Regions from separate parts of the Columba livia genome. Here region 2 is linked to region 1. A link is a contact called in public Hi-C data. All regions are on one chromosome and are shown on one strand. The core of a region is the stretch at or near the end of the contact, and the rest is flanking DNA. Distances in the headings are between cores, read along the strand shown.

Region 1 (3,233 bases), core at 571-3,070:
GGGGGCGAACAGACCTGCCTGGTGTACTGCACAATCACAGCTTTGGCTATTCTCCTTCCTTTCACGGAGGAGAACCCCTATTTGCTGGGCCTGTGAGGGAAGCCCTGAGTCTGTGAAGTGAGGGTAACCAACCCAAGATGTCTTTGCCTGGGTTTGCAGAAGGCTTAACACACTAGTGCTGAGGTCTGGCCCATGCATCTCAACGGAGGCTCGCTCTGGTGCCAGTGGCAATACATTAAAAGGTAGACAGCAGAGTACAACATTGGGCAAAATATAACTTGGAACACTGTGTAATGTGAGGCACTTGATGGCAACTTCGAGAGACCTGCCCAGGGGAGTAATATCTCACAGGAGGTACCTCTTCGATGGAGATGAAAAAGGAGATTATGAGATTTTATGGATTCGAGTTGAAGCCAGATAAACACTGCAAGGGTGGAAAAACCAACCACTGAAACAACTGTTGCAAGGATTCTTGAAGATCTCCATAGCTTGCCTGTGCACAAGGTCAGGGGTTTGTGGTCCTGCAGCTTTACAGAAGAGGCAGGATGTGGAATCATGGAGGCAAGTTCAGCAGCCTCTGCTCTGCAAGCAGGATATCCAGAGGAATGAATCCCAGTGCTCTTGAAGTCTGTGAATCTATTAACTAAACCTCATTACTACGTAATAACTTTTGTTATTTCGGAACAAACCTTGTATGTGGCTAATCCGCTTTGTTACAGAGCTGCCCATCCTTCCCTTGAACAGGAATTAACTTCTAAAGGAATTAAAAGGAGGAGGAGACTGCTGGAGGGGTCCTTAGAGGTATCTTTTTATAGCTGCTGGCTGCCCCCCCTTCCCTTCTCCTGTGTGGTATCCTTCCCCACTGATTCTGTCCTTTTCTGCTTGCCAGGCATTGATTTGTTCCTGTGTTGTTCTAATGGAGCTTGAAATCAACATGACTTTGTTGTTGGTTGTTGTCATTGTTGTTCACATCTTTGTTTGGGGTTCAGCATCCTTGTGGAGGCCAGGCCAGCTCAGGAGCTGGCATTAGTAGGCTAAATACCTCCTTAGCAAAAGATCCACAAAGGCTGTGTCTGTGTCCACATAATAAGGGCTGTCACAAAGCACAGCAAAGCAGTGCCTCCCTCCTTCAGTGCTGATTCTGAATCTCCTCGCTTCTCGGTGCACACAGAATGTGTCCAGAACAAGCTCCTTCTTTCAGTAGGTCCCATGAAAATGCTGTATATTACACAGTATCTACATCCAAAGCATTTGTGAGTGTAAATCTAGATTCCATATGATAGCGATGTCTATTTTGCACATGGTTTCTAGAAGGTATTTTTATATGTCGTATCAATGGCCAGATAGGTAGGCTGCTGCCACTGCCAGCAGCCACGGCCCAGGCATTCCACCATCCGTAAGGGAATTCCGAAAACAAGTCTCTCAAGTCCACAAAACCTGGGTGCAGAAAAACAGCCTAAAAAGCACCTTAGGAAACCAACAGAGAGGTGCCCTGGGTTCCGAGATTGTCCCCCGCACGCACGCCGGACACCCGCCGAACAAAAGACAGCTGCCAGCAGCAGCCGGCTGGAGGGGAGAGGAGGCGAGGGGCGAGGCGGGGGCACCTTGTCCCCCCTCACCCCGCGGGGCCGAGGCGGGCAGACCCCGCAGCCGGGCGCACCCCGCAGCCGGGCGCGGCCCCGCGGAGCGGCCATCCCCGCGGTGCCGGAGCGCGGCCCGCGGTGGCGGCAGCCCGGGCTGCGCGGCAGGCAAAGGGTTAACGCTGCGCCCTCCTTCCGCTGTGCACTGACATCACGCAGGAGAGGGTGAGCGCCGCCCCGCCCGGGACTGTGTGCGTGTGCGAGCGACCGTGCCGCGCAGCCCGGGCAGCCCGCGTCCCCCGCCCCGCGGCCGGCCCGCTGCCGCCGCCCCCCGCCCGGCCATGGAGCACCGCAGCCGGCCCGCTGCCGCCGCCACCTCCGCCGCCTGAGCGCCGCCGGCGGCCCGCGAAGCGGAGGGCAGGCAGCGGGCGGGGGCTGCCGAGCCCCGCCGCCGGAGCCACGGGACCGCCGCGCTGCGAGCGGCGGCATCAGCCCGCGGAGGGCTCTCCCTCGCTTTTCTTTATTTGTTCTTCCTCCCCCCAGTCTTCCTTTTTGTTTTTTTTTTTCCCAAATTACATTTTCCCCCTCCCTTTCTCACTCGCCCAGCTCTGCGGACGTGCTCGCTCCCGGAGGGAGGCACCCGCGCTGCCGCGCCGCCCGCAGCCGGCCGGAGCGCCCCGCGCCCGCGGAGAGGGGCTCCGCGCCCCGCCGAGCCCCAGGGCCCCATCGGATGTGCGGAGCGTACCTCCGGCCGCCCGTCCTCCCGCCGGCTCGCCTGCTGGGCGCGCCACCTCTTTGTCCTCCTGCACCTACATTTTTTAAACCTTTTTTTTTAAAGCAGACCTGAAAATCACTGAAGGCGGGAAGGGTGGGGGGGCCCAGGGACGCTACCAGACCGACCCCTGCCCATTTCTTCTAAGGAACTCTCATGGCTTCACAGCTGCAGACAAGTTGCTGTGCATCTTGGTGGACTATCGGAGTTTGCATCCTGGCGGCCGCGCTCCTACCAGGTGAGCCGCTGCCGGTCGGTCCCCCCAGGAGGCGGTGGGCTCTGCCGGAGCGCTGCGGGGGTCGGAGCAGCCCCTGAGGAGGGCTACGAGGTGCCGACGCGGGGAAGGGCTGCGGGAAGGGCTGTGGAGAGGCGGGGAAGGATGGGATCGGCTTTTTGGGGTGCCCGTCCAGGTCTGGAGCAGGTGTGGAAGCATCTGCGTGAGGGTGGGAGAAAATCGGGGACGATTTCATCCTTGGCTTGGAGAGGAACAACACCCGATTGTTTGTTTTGGAAGCAGCTGCAGGCAGTGGGCTCCGGAGTCCTGGGAGCTGAGGCGGTTTGTTTGCTTTTTGGATCGAGCAGCGTCTAGCGAGGCATAGCAGCCAGGCTTCCCGGGAAAGGGAGCCACAGGGCTGGGTAATGAGCACAGATGTTTCAGAAGGAGAGATGGAAGGTTTCAGCTGTCCAGCACCCCTAAAATCCCCACTCCCCTCAACACAAACACTTCCCACGGGCTCTTTTGCAGAGAGATTGGATTGCTTACAGGTTTCAGACCTTCCTTTCACTGCTTTTACACTTGGATGCCTGATGGCATCTGATCCATCCCTTTGGTTTTGATCCATCCCTGGAAAGGAGGAGATGGGCAAAGATTTGGATTGACT
Region 2 (3,272 bases), core at 58-2,557, 52 kb after region 1:
TCACCCTGGCTGGAGCCAGCCCAAGTCCCCCCAGCTTCCCATTGCAGCGGGTGTTTGACTTTGCAAGGCTCTGGAGGAGCTTCGTGCAAGGAGCAGCTTGGGCTGACACATGTCCAAAAGGTAATTTCTCATGGAGTTTGACATTTTCCTACATGCCCATGGCTACAGCGAGAATCTCAGCTGGTGCTGGGTTTTTCCTTGACCCTTATGATTGAAGGGAAAAGAATGGAAATGTGACTTCAAGAAAAAATGTGTCCACAGGAAGTGGTGTCTTTTAAAATATCTAAGCAGTGTGATGAGCACAAGGGCTTCTGAAAGCTGGTTTCCTGTGGATCTGCATTTCATAGAATTACTTGGTGCCTGGAAATGCGCTTTTTCTATTCTGGGCCCTTCCTGCCCTTGGGAACAGCTTCTTGTCCCTGTGGGTTCTGTGATGTCTAATGAGGTTTAGCTCCCACCTCTCCCAGGGATTCCACTCTAGCTCTCTCCAAGAACTTTATGATAGGGATAATTTTGGCTCCTTGTCTTCTCAGATAGCCCTGAAACTGGCCAGTGGGTTCAGAAAGAATTAGATAAAGGACTGATGGAGTGGCAGGATGATTTGCATACTCTTTTTTTTTTTTTAAAAAACCAGTCGTTAGAAGAAAGATGTGATTTTTAAAATGTGTATCTTTGAAGGCACTCTTGTGATGGGGAAAGCCTGATTCGTCTGCAGTGGCAGCAGTGCTGTGCCTCTGGGTGCTGCAGGGAGAAGGCAGGAGGATGCTGGAGCCCTCTCGCCTTGAATGGAGGGATCAAAGAGAACCTGTGGGCTGGGCCGGGTGCCAGCGTGAAGCCCAGGGCAACCCCCATCTCTCTGCACTCCCAGCTGCCGCCCCAGAGGTCCAGCTCCTGGTATGGGGACAGGAAGCCGGGCTGAATGCAACAGCTGGCAGAGCCGGGCAGTGGGCAGATAGTGTTGCTGCTTTAATTCCTATTCATACAGCAGGAGGGGGTGGGAAATGTTTGGTTTTTTATGCTGGAATTAAAGCCTAGCTTGTTCCCCCTCCCTCCAACTCTGCTGTCTCCTGTTTCTCCAGTCCACTTCTCACAGCGGCTTTAATTCTCTCCAGACTCTTCCTAATGGATTTTTCACATGGGGCCCCCAGCACACTCAGGCATCGCACCAGTTTCCAGAAATTTCACGCACCCCTCGAACACAAAAAGGGGATCCTTTTCCCACACTTCCCCTTCTCTCCCCAGGCTGCTCTTGCGCTCTCTTTTGCACCCCAGGCACGAAACTCCGCGGGCAGCGGGGTAAATCCCCCTTTGTGGGACTGACAGCAATGGATGCGTGCGGAGCAACACCCGCCGGGAGCCGCAGCTGTCCCGAACCATTCATTAACCTGGCTGTTGGACACCGGGGCGCTGTGGCAAAGGGCTGCAGATGTGCCAGGCTGTGCCCGGCAGCTGCGCGGTGTGCCGGGGACAGGGCTGGAGGGACAAATCAAAGGGAGCCAGCTGCGGGGCAGAGGCGGGGGGTGGCACGCTGCACCCCACCGGCCCTCCCCAAGGGGACCTTGTGGCGGAGCCCGGCCCGGGGACCCCCCCGCGGGCTCGCCGCAGCGCAGCGGCGGTCTGTGCCGCCCTCCAGCGGCGGTGCCGGGCCGAGCCCGCCCGCTCCCGCTGCCCCCCCGGGCCGCCCATTCCCGCCTGGTCCTACCGCCCCAAAAACAGGGGCTCAGCCACATCCCCCGGCCGCACCCGCAGAGCCGCTCGCCTTTCCAGGCTGCGGGGGGAGTGGTGGGTGGACGAGCGTGTGGGTAGGGAGGGGGATGATTTCGGCTGCTGGCTTGCGATCTTCACGCTCTTCCCACAGTTCGGTTTTGTTTTCTCTGGCATGGGAACTGGGCCACCGCGGGGAGGACGGGGATGGGTTCTGAGCAGAAAATAGTTCCTTCCCTGAACATGTGAAATCCAGAACAGCGGCATGTTAGTTGTCGTGTCCACGGCATTGGCGGTGGCGGGGGGGGTGGCGTGAAGATGAGCAGCACAAAGGGCAGGAAAAATATATATATACATATATATATATATATATACATATATATATATATATATTAGAAAGGTAGAAAAACATCCCCCCCTTTCACTTCATCTGTTAATGAGGCTTTTCATAGAAAAGTGGGCCAAGCTGCTTTTGGTTTTGTGCACAGACTTGTCTCAGATCTGCCTGTTTTCCAGAGCTGGGAGGCAGGGGGGCTCAGTATGGCTGTCCCCAGCATGCACACTGTGTCTGGGTCTTTTCAGGGTGGGATGTTGGGACCCACAGTGCACAGAATCAGCCTTGCTGTGGGGAAAAGTGAGGTAGAAGGAGGCTTCAGATTGGAGTTGTGGGTGGGGGAAAATCAAAGTTACAGCCCCTGGAGTCTGAGCCAGCTCGTTGGCCTTTACATACACTTACTTAAGCTCTAGGTGAACCCCTGCTTTGTGCACAGTTTTGGAAATGGAGCTCCACGGGGTTGCAGAGGCTGCGATGGCAAGGGGCAGGCCTGGGAATGTGGCATGGGCAGGGGGAGCAAGTGCAAGGGCTGCACACATCCTTGGGTTGATTAAATTGAGCCCTCAGCAGCCAAGACTACCAGGGGATGGACGTGACATTTCTTGCTGTCTCTGCAGAGAAGCTTTGCATTAACCAGCTGGCTATGACAAGCCTTCTGTGGATGCAACATGTGGTTTTGGCTTTCCAGAACCCAGTCGCACCTCCCTGTGCTGAAATACATGCCCTCGCTCCTGCTCTCGGAGGCTGTCTTTGGAAAGAGATGCTAGTTCCTGCCTGCACAATGTCCTGCTTCTCATTGTGGCTGCAGCAGGGAGCCCCTCCATCTGCCTGTACGCCAGCCCGCTCTGCCCGGTGTGCTGTGCTGTGTGCGGTTTCAGGCTCGTGAGGCTTTGCACGGGGCAAGTCAGCACTGCAGAAACCGAGCTGCTGTTGTTGGGATGATGTTTCAGCAAAGGAAGGAGTGAAAAAGCTCTTGGGCATAAGCAAAGCGTTTATGCCGCAAGGATCAGCCCAGCAATTGCTCAGATTCAGTACCCGTGTCCAAAATCTGCAGCTGTTTTAGGAACTGCCTCTACCCAGGGGAAGCTTCTTTCTCCCCTCTTCCTTAGTGGCTGGGCTAAGCTGTGCTGCAGGGAAACCCGCACCCTGCTCATCTTGTCCTTGTACAGGGCTTCTTGCTCTAACGCAGAAATGCGTCTGCCAGCAGCCGGCAGTCCCACAGGTATGTGAAGAG

The links. A called contact is a pair of places that touch in the nucleus more often than the background predicts.
Region 2: a Hi-C map of liver shows a contact between it and region 1, with 5 times the contacts expected there. The contact joins the enhancer-like site here to the promoter of NECTIN1 in region 1. A contact is called at or near these places in 2 of 2 Hi-C or Micro-C datasets (crop and liver).

What each region holds. Positions count from the first base shown.
Region 1 is chr24:1,723,105-1,726,337 of bColLiv1.pat.W.v2, forward strand. NECTIN1 (nectin cell adhesion molecule 1) reads left to right here and starts at 1,821. Exons shown (of 9, transcript XM_065040277.1): 1 at 1,821-2,590. The coding sequence starts at 2,509.
Region 2 is chr24:1,776,089-1,779,360 of bColLiv1.pat.W.v2, forward strand. All of the region lies in intron 5 of NECTIN1 (nectin cell adhesion molecule 1), which reads left to right. Among named protein-coding and RNA genes, the nearest start is that of NECTIN1, 53 kb to the left of the region's middle. Within about 2 kb of position 1,308, at least 1 of the 3 cell types and tissues checked has an H3K27ac peak away from gene starts, as active enhancers do.